Linked DNA regions of Solanum lycopersicum: region 2 is linked to region 1. A link is a contact called in public HiChIP or PLAC-seq data. All regions are on one chromosome and are shown on one strand. The core of a region is the stretch at or near the end of the contact, and the rest is flanking DNA. Distances in the headings are between cores, read along the strand shown. Region 1 holds the start of LOC101254785 (two-component response regulator-like PRR37). Region 2 overlaps LOC101254478 (probable adenylate kinase 6, chloroplastic).

What was found. HiChIP or PLAC-seq counts read pairs in DNA pulled down with a chosen protein or histone mark.
Region 2: an RNA polymerase II HiChIP or PLAC-seq map of leaf shows a contact between it and region 1, with 6 times the contacts expected there. The contact joins the enhancer-like site here to the promoter of LOC101254785 in region 1. A contact is called at or near these places in 5 of 8 Hi-C or Micro-C datasets (leaf and leaf mesophyll) and 1 of 1 datasets of contacts at active chromatin or transcription factors (leaf).

Annotation. Positions count from the first base shown.
Region 1 is chr4:43,851,054-43,856,404 of SLM_r2.1, forward strand. It overlaps LOC101254785 (two-component response regulator-like PRR37), which reads right to left and starts at 2,865. Exons shown (of 9, transcript XM_069297134.1): 1 at 2,474-2,865; 2 at 984-1,478. The coding sequence starts at 1,341.
Region 2 is chr4:44,026,192-44,031,064 of SLM_r2.1, forward strand. LOC101254478 (probable adenylate kinase 6, chloroplastic) reads right to left here. Exons shown (of 4, transcript XM_004237484.5): 4 at 4,357-4,763. The coding sequence ends at 4,620. Among protein-coding and RNA genes, the nearest start is that of LOC101254478, 10 kb to the right of the region's middle. Within about 2 kb of position 1,525, at least 2 of the 2 cell types and tissues checked have open chromatin away from gene starts, as enhancers often do. A contact at or near this core is called in leaf, where this site is marked.

The sequences.
Region 1 (5,351 bases), core at 1,615-4,114:
ATAAAAATCCAAAAGGCTAAGATACCATGTGATGCATGGAGTTGGACCAAAGAGAGAGTTGAGAAATGGAAGAACAGAAAAGATCTTTGTACTGTTTCGTCTGCAATCATAACAATAGGATCCCCTAAACACCACACTGTTTGTTAAACCAAGGTTATGCCTACTGCATCCATGAGATAAATTTTTGGCTGGATTGACAAGGCAATATGGAAGTCTAATAAGACAAGAATCCAAATTTTTTAGAACAATTAAATGCATGAAGATTAATTAGTTGGATTGTTTCATATTTCTCTATGGGAATACGGTCAAAATACCCTCTCTAAAATTGAGCAGACAACTGGATAAGGACTGGGACTGGATACAGACTGGGATAAGTTGCACAAACAGTAAACTTTTCCTGTTGGTCGATTACTTATAGTACGAATCAAATTATTTGGGATCCAATCTGGCTGTGTTTCTTATTTTAATACTAGATATATCAGAATTCTTTTTGCCCTCATAGTAAGGTCAAGTAAATTTTAGAGCAAGTAGTAAAATTTTCCAGTAACTCCATTCAGGAAATACTCCAGCTAGAAGCACCAGGCAAGGAAAACGAAGTATGATTTTTAGTTTCACTGTATGTTTGACAAAAAAGTTAATGTATATTTTCTTCTTTTTCCTGAAACTGGTAAATGTATATCTTTTAGAAATATACACCTTCACATGTCTTTAAAGCCAACAACTTAATAAAACATTGAACTCAAAATTAACAGCTGTAACATCATAGTTCAGCGTGAGAATGGCCTAAAATATGTAAAATCATTAACAGGAAAAAAATAAACTGCCTAAATTCAGGTAGAAAGCTAATATGAAATTGTATATGCATATTTAAGTGTATAAATGACATGTATATGGAACACACACCAAACGCTTGGATGGAAGAAAAACTCACAGTGTTGAGTTACTCACAAAATTATTGATGAAACAAATAAATAACAACAAACCTTCATAACTGCAGTTTCGCAGCAATGCACTGACAACATGACGAGTTGAATCATCATTTTCTACCAGCAGAACCTTGAGGGATCTAAGAGGAAGAAAACGCTCCCACCTAACCAAAGGCCCTGGGGGCTGTTGCTGCTGTGTCTGTAAAACAGCCTGCACTTGTAACAAATCCCTCTGTGTTTCATTCCCACCTTCGACATCCTCATTAATCCTTGACTCATCTTCTTCTGAAAGCCCCTGTCCATCACCAGTAATCCCATCCCTTACACCATTCTGACCATCCTGTATGCTATGACGGTTGAGTTCCACCAACCTTTTAGTTGGGGGACCAATTGAGTCCATCCGAACGCTCCTCATCAACCAGATTCAAAAAGTCCAATAATGAATAAGGCAGCGGATTGAGTTGGCGCACAAACCTCTAATTTAGAAGAAAAATTGCACATACCGTTGTCTTCAAGTACCAACCTTTCAATGAAACGGCTGTTCAACGAGGCCTAAACCAAAATCCATGCACGTCAACATATTAGTTATAAGCAAGTGATAATGAAACATACATGGAAGCTATGTACTCAAATATCCTACCGAAGTGCTTTTCTTACACAAAAATTTGCACGCATCTTAAACTATGAAAAAGCACCCTCTTTCAACAAAATGGAACCCCAACAAAAACCTAGATCGAGAGTGCTCGACCTTATGCAGTATGCACTCAATAACAACCTCCTCTCATCCGGGGGCAGCTGTGTCATACCTACACAGGGTTTACCTCAAACCTAGTATTTCCACACAGATTTATATGTAAGAATCCATAAAATTGAAACAAATAGTAGTTATAAACCCATAATTTTGAAGATATAATAGGTTCATTGCTAAGAACCTTAATGTTGAACACAATAAAACGCAAATCCTAGATCCGCCTATGCTCTGTCATTTACCCACACCCCCACTGTAAACCCCACCATCAGAATAAGAGCAGATTTAATGGATTTAGAGAACTTTCAGCTTGAACTTGAGCCTAATCGAGGATCAAAAAGCTTCGATTTTTGTAAACTTCAATTTTAAAAAATAAGTAACTAAGATCTCATTAAATTTTGAAAGAAATGAATTACATTTGAACTGCTTTAGGCAACCTGAAATGAAAGCAACATAAAGCTCAACTATATTCAAGTCAAACAATCAAGATCTTAAAAACAAAAAGAACTTTTCACGACTACATGTAAAATACTACATCTCATCATCTTAGAAATCCACTAATCCTCAACATACAAATCCACTAAACCTCAACATACAAATCCAAACTTCAATTAATTTTCCATTGTTATTTTTTTAAACAAAAATATAAAAACCTATCCTTACATGCAAAAGATGACAGAAACGAAGCCTTCAGCCCACCAAACACAAAAAGAAAACAAATAAAAATCCACAATATTTCAGAAAATAAGTTCGGGAAATCCTCCCGAATTATGAATCATATCACAAAACCTTTACTTACCTTAAAGAGAACAGACTAGTATGATTTGAAAACAAAAATTTGAAATCGTGAACAAATTGGAAATTTAGTACAGGTATTTTATCCCATTCTTATAAGGTTAGGGTTTGGTGTTTATGGGTATGAAAGGGGTGGGATTTTTGGAGTTTTGTATGTTTTTTACTGGTTGAGAAACGGCGATAGAAAGGAAGAAGAAATTTTAAGAATACTGACTGACGTTTTTTCGTGGGTGACGTGACGGTGCAAGAGGCCAGGCGAGGTGCCACGTAGATGACACGTAGGACAAGATCTGATGACGTGGAGGTGAATCTAAATACGGGCGCTGCATTGTTTAGGGCGGATCTATTTGATTTCTCGGATCCGATATAAAGATACACGTGGCACCCTCTCTGATTAGCTTTATATTTGGCTAAATATATATATATAATATGTATTAACTAATCAATTATTATTTGGTAGATGCCGATAAAGTCGTTGTCAATGAGCTGCTGGACCCTACAGTTTCGCTTGTCCGAAATTACTGTTTTGTCTTTGTTTTCAATTGGATATGTCCTAGTCACCAAATAAATATCTAAGAGGTTTTCTGCTGTAAATTGCATCCCCATGCCATCATACCATGAGCACCTTTTTGCCTTTCTATTTTACCCCATACATATATGTACGAAAAATATAGATAACACATGTTTTTTATTTTAACTTTGTTATTAATTATTTCTTTAGTTTTAAGCTATGTTATATTTTTTATAGTAATTTTTTTATATCTTCGAGTTATTTTTGGATTGTCAATTATTGTGTTTTATAATATTTTTTATGTAATTTACAAATATATAAATTTTATAAAATTAATGTTCTATATCATGCCAATTTGGCATTAAATTATTTGACTCTCAAATAACAAAAAAATGTAACATAAATTAGGACAGAGGAAGTAATATTAATGTTCTATATCATGCCAATTTTGCATTTAAAATAAGAGAGAGATTTATCCTCTCTAATCTTAATGTCTCGTCTAATTTGAGGAGTTGTCTTTTTTTTTAAATGAGTTTATTATTGGTTTTTAATTTGAATTTTATTTTACAAAATAAATGTTAAGTAAACTGAACTTCAAGTTTAGGTGTATACAAGTAGACATTTAAATTTATATAAAGTTGAAAAAATAGATATATATATTTTATATGACAATTCAAGTGAGATATACTAGAATAATTTGTATTTATAAAACGTAGATATCTACTTTTACTTATTCGAAATTAAAAGAATATAAATATAGCTAAGATCAACTAAAAGAACACTTTATAGTCTTTCTTCATTCTTTCGGGCAAAAAATGAGAATGCTATAAAATCTAAGAGTATTGATTTTCTTCCCATTCATCAAACTTTTTTCATACCTATAATTAAAAACTGTAAAATATTTTCATCATATACCTTTAGAGTCCTAATTAGTGCTACTTACAAAATTCCGAACTCGATCCTCATAGACCTGATTCCTCTTCTTCTTCTTCTTCTTTTTTAATAATTATCTAATGATTTTCTTATTTAATAGAAAAAAGATACAAAAAAAATATTGTGATATTTTATTTGTTTTCGAGTCTCATCTAACAAAATGATATTATATGTTCACATCACAATTACATTTTAAAAACATTTACAATAATATATAGATATGTCAGATTTGCTACTGATATGCCATGCCTCTGAGGTCGGGATCATATTTTTTAATGACTTTTTTTGGGTCTTTTTCTTCATTTTAAATGGTACTAAAGTATTACTTACAAATTATTACCTTTAGTTATCAGAAAATATTAAGATATGGTATTAGTATTTAACATTAATCCTCTCGTCACTAAAGCATACTTAAAAGCTTCAAATATCAATTTTTTACCATAAAGAAATAATTGACGATCCAAAATAGTTATTAGCAGTATTTTTGGTACTTCATTTATAGTTAATGATTCATTTAGTTTGTTCCATATAAAATAAATTTTTTGTATTATCGTAAAATCTCTATAAATTAATACTCGGTAAAGTAATAATCTCTCTAAAATAATATTTTTTCGGGTTCGACTTGGCCAATGGAAAAAATCACAAATTTCTATAAGATAATTAGATAATATATTTTCACAAGACCCTATATAAATATATGGTCCTGTTAATATCATAAATTAGTAATTCTTTAAAAGTACAAATATATCTAAAATAATTTTGTGAAATATTATTATACTATTTTCTTTTTTTCCTTAAAATTTAAATCTACTTAAAGCTCATCTCTAACTATTCTTATTGCATTCAAGAGCTTTGGTGTAGTCTTTTCGAATTGCACCGGAAAATTGTGAAGAGTTCTAGATGAGATAAGTGTTTCCTTACGTGTAACTGGTTCCAAAGGTTAGTATAGTATCATCTTCAACTTCATCATTAACATTGTTTTTTCTTGTCGTATCCATAATTTCTTCTAAGTTATGGACCTCTGTACATGTAAAACTTTCACTCGGATAATCCAACAGGTTATTGCATCCATTTTATTGTGGTAATCAAGATCATTAATCATGATCTTTAGTTCATAATCATGAATGATGTTTTCACAAGCGAGTTCATTCAAATTCTCTAAGATTGTATTTTCCGAACGAATTTTGCAGTGTCGAAAATAATTTGCTATTGTCTCTTGCCAAACATTTGCTGTCCAAGCAGGAATTGAAAAATTGATAGCATTGAAAATATTAATTTTTGTTGGATCACTTTGTCTACTTCATAGCCTTCTAATATCATAAAAATATGTTGATAATACATCTTGAAAGCTCTTATTATCTCAACATCATATGGTTGAATTTTGAATGTCATGTTGGGTGGCAAGAAAAACAATTCAACATTTTGTAGTCTTTCAATG
Region 2 (4,873 bases), core at 275-2,774, 170 kb after region 1:
GTTCGTGTACTTTCCTCCTATTGATCGACTTACTGACACCACTATTTTAGTATCAATAAGTTGGTAAATAAAACGTTTCATCCTTAGAGGAAGTAATTATTTAAACCTCTAGTATTTGATGAGAATAGTTTTCTCAAGGGGAAATTATTCATCCTGTAGACTCGATTTATTCTTTTCAATTTCATTCTATTTTTACATATCCTGGTATATCTTTTTACACTCATTAATTTAGGCTTATGATATAAAAAAAATTTGAGTACGTGCTTTAAAGTCTGTTGTTTATGTTTGTGCAAAGTTATTGTCTTTGGTTATATAGAACATACACACATATAGTACGTATATTCATTGCGCAGAAAATAATTATTGTACTCGATTTCAAGAATTCATATTTTGATATTCTATATTAAATTCTATAAATTAAAAGTACTATGTATGAGCTTACATATTATCTATTTTTATATAAATGTGAAATTTCTCACTTATCAATCGAAGAAATTCATTATGCAAGTTCAGAAGTTATAATTGTTTTCATGTTCAAGCGTAATTTTTTTTTAAAAAAATATGTTAACATTTTGAATTTTCTCCTAAGAGGTATATCATAATTGAATAATTTATGCAACTTAAATGTTTTCTTTTATTACGAAATGCCTATGTTTATATATTTTTATTTTCTTATTTATTTTATTTTAATTTCGATTAAAGAACAAATGAATTAATTATTTCTTGAGTAATTCATTAATTAGAGATTCTTGAGTTATGTGATAATGACATATAATCAAATATATGTTGAAATATTGCTAATATTATTTTTAAGTACCTATTTTTTCATTATTTTTAATATAAGGATATAAGCAAAAAAATTAATTATAAATTCAATGTTATTATTATTTATTATCACTCAAAACGCGAAGTTTATTTGCAAAGTATTGTTGGAAAGTATTGGAATTCACAACTATTATCATAATTTGAGGTGCATTTTATTACATTATCTTAAATAATAATTCCCTTGAGCCTTGATGGAAGTGTATCTCGCATCATTCAATAATCTTTAAGTTATAAACACAAAATCTGTGGGGGGGGGGGGGGGGGGAGGGGGGGATACTACAAAATCTAGCACCACAAAATGTCGGAAGAAGAGTTCATAATTTTTTAATCTCTTCCATAGAAATTAAAGACATAATGAACCTATATAGATAAAATATACCGTAATACATACATATACCATTTAATTTGAGTTCAAATCACTTTTATATTCTTAAATTTTCGATGTGCACAATTAGATTGTTAAGCTTATATAAAACTGAACAAATAGACACACATGTCCTACATTGCATCCTACATGTAATTTTTTATCCTATGTGTATTGTGTCACGTAGGACTCATGTGTCTACTTGTTCAATTTATACAAATTTAAGTATCTATTTATTCATACCAAAATTAAAGAGCACATTAATATATTATGCCAGTAAAATAAGAAAATGACGGATGGTTCCAATGGTAAGAAGAAACTGTTTTTGTAAAGACCACTAAAAACGCCGCGTACTATTCACGAAAATTGTAATACGTACTATGTAGTAAAATCCCCTACCTTGAGTAGTACTTGCAGCATCTTGTCGCTATCTCGTAATGATGCATATTAATAGAGAATATAATTTATCTGTTTTCAGCCAAAAAATAAATAGAAAAAAGGCAAAATTTAGTACTAATATATTAAAGGGAGAGTTGAGCTCTCTGTTTAACTTTAAGATTTTACTTGTCTGCAGCATTTGCGTGTATATATATAAGCTCTTGGTTATTATATATTTCTTTTGATAATCACGCAAAATAAAATTGTTATGACAATTATTATTATCTGTCCTTTAAGTTAAGTAGCTACGATAAGAATATTTTAGATATTTAACAGGGTTTGTGTGATAAAGCCTTTCTAACATTATGGATAAAAAGATAGAACAAGTTGATTTATTTGCTTAATGAGGCTTATTTTCCTCAATTATTTCTCTTGGCTTTTGGATTGTACAGGTGAAGTTTTATGGGCCAAGAACTCCCTTGTCAAACGTGATCGGAGAAACTTCAAAAAATGAGTATAGTTTGGGCTTGTGAATAAATGATTACAGTTTGAGCTTATGAATTATAGCTACATGTTGAGGGAGGAGAGAGGCAAACGAGATTAGGAGGGGAGGAGAGAAGCGAGTGAGATCTAAGATATAGAGGAGAGTGGGGTTGATTACATGTTGTAGTTGTTATATCATGTTGTATCACTAATACAAATGATATTTTTGATTTGTATCAAAGTGAATACAATTGTATTAAAAACTAATGCACTTAGCTATCTATTAGGAGGAGAGAGGCGAGCGAAATCGAGGGAGGGATGAATACATTTGTATTTATTGTATCACAAATACAATTGATACAAAATATAAATACAATTGATATAAAATACAAATATAATTATCTGAATACAATGATTTGTATCATAGATCGAATATAATTGTATCAATCGTATTTACAATCACAATTTGTAGTGATGAATACAATTATCATGATACAATTGATACAAGATTGTATTCAGTTGATACTTAATACTCAATTTGTCCCAATTTATGTCAAACAATTTAAGATTGGCCCGCAATTTATGCATGAAATTTTCAATTTTTTAAAAATGAAATTTATGTATTTACAAACTAAGTAAAAAAGTATTATAAGCCATAATAATTGGAAAATATTTGAAAAGTGTATCTACGGTCAAAGATAAACTTAGTTGAATATCGAATTTGAAGGATCAATAAATTGAAAAAAAGGGAGTACAAAATACAATTGATATGAAATACAAATGCATTTGATACATAACACAAAATTCAATTGTTATATTTTTGTGGAATGTTTTTGGGGCTGCAATTGTTTGGGCTGGACAGAGAGAGAGGGGGGTGGGGGTGCAGTGTGAGGAGAGAGGCAAGAGGAGAAAAAGACTCCTATAAAAACCTATATATAATTAGAAAATGTAATTTTTTATCTTGTTGTGATCCACACCCCATTCCCCCTTTATTTTTATGAGATTACTCTAAGGGATTGCCTATACCAAATAGTTTTGGGATAAAATTATAGTGACGCTTAATTTGTTTGGTGGGCATGTGCAAAATAACTTATCCCAAAATTAATAATTAATACTGAGATAAATTATTACTATCTTCAGATGGTATAATAATATATCATAATGCTCAATGTCCGTGATTTTTCATTTGGTCCAAGGGTTTTGGACGCCAAAGTATGAAAAAGATGATAATAATAATTAATGTGGTTTGGTCATATTTCAGTTTATTTCTGCTGCCACAACAAATTATTTATATCATAATTAATTAACTTCTAATCCAAACAACTTAATACTGATACAACTTAAATAAACTTGAAGAAACTACTTAGATTTGGACTTTGGTTTTCAGAGTGGAGTACAAAAAATCCATAAGAATTCATACATAAAAAAAATTAAGCTAATTAAGGTGACTCTTTTGTTCCTAATAAAGAGAAACAACCCAAATTCCTACAAAGCTAACAGTAAAGAAGAAACAAAAACAAAAGCAAATAAATTTGAATTGTCTGGAAAGTTAACTGAAGCTCTACCAAAAAAATATACAAGTACCTGAATAAGATAAGAGGTATTTTTTAAATCAAACAACTTATTTTAGAAAGTATATATTTAGTACAACAAACCAGTCAGTAAAAAATAATACTAGAATAACTAATCACAACATAACTTTATCGCATCATAACTACTCAAACCAAACGACGCCTATGTTGTTGTTGCCATAATGTAATAAAACTATTCAAATGTTTGACAGAAAAAATCTATCAATTCTAGCTAAAAACATAAGGACATGCAATGTGAAAATTAGTTGGGCTAGTCGAATATGACTCCCAAAAAAAAAATGAGTCAATAACACTCGAATTTTTTTTTAGAAAAAGAAACTAGAATATTAACTCAGCTATTTCAAATGTAGAAAAAAAAACTAATTACACTCAATAAACTACTAATTAACTAATTATTTGAGCATATGAGCATACCAAACTATGTAATAAGAGCTAACTGATTATTTGAGCATATGAACATACCAAACTATGTAATAAGAGCTAACTGATTATTTGAGCATATGAACATACCAAACTATGTAATAAGAGCTAACTGATTATTTGAGCATATGAACATACCAAACTATGTAATAAGAGCTAACTAATTATTTGAGCATATGAACATACCAAACTATGTAATAAGAGCTAACTGATTATTTGAGCATATGAACATACCAAACCATGTAATAAGAGCTAACTCATTATTTGAGCATATGAACTTACCAGACTATGTAATAAGATCTAAATAACATTTCCCCTACTATATCATCAAAATATTTAATGAAATCACATGGTTTGCTAAGCTTTATGAACAAATATGGACAAGAAATACTCCGTACAATCGTTATAGTTGCCTTAGCATTATATGATACAATAGTGAGGGAGAGAAGAGTAGGAGGTAGGGAGCCCCATTATAGACGCTTGTGCATGTCCAACATGTATGCAAAGAATGAACCTACAACAATAGTAAACATACTGACAAGACAAGTGATCAATTATCATGCTGCAGCAGATTTCTTATCCTCGTCGTCGTAGATATTCAAAGCCTGAAGTAACTTTGACCATGACTCTGGAATTCCTCCAGGGAGATCAAACTCCAACAGCTTACCTCGCTGGCGGTAAAAGTCCTCTACTGGTTTGCTCTGCAGGAACAACATAATACCTAAGCAGTTAGTATGTTACAACAACATAGCTAGTGTAAGTCTGGAGAGGGTAGGATATACGTAGACTTTATCCCTATCTTTGTGGGCAA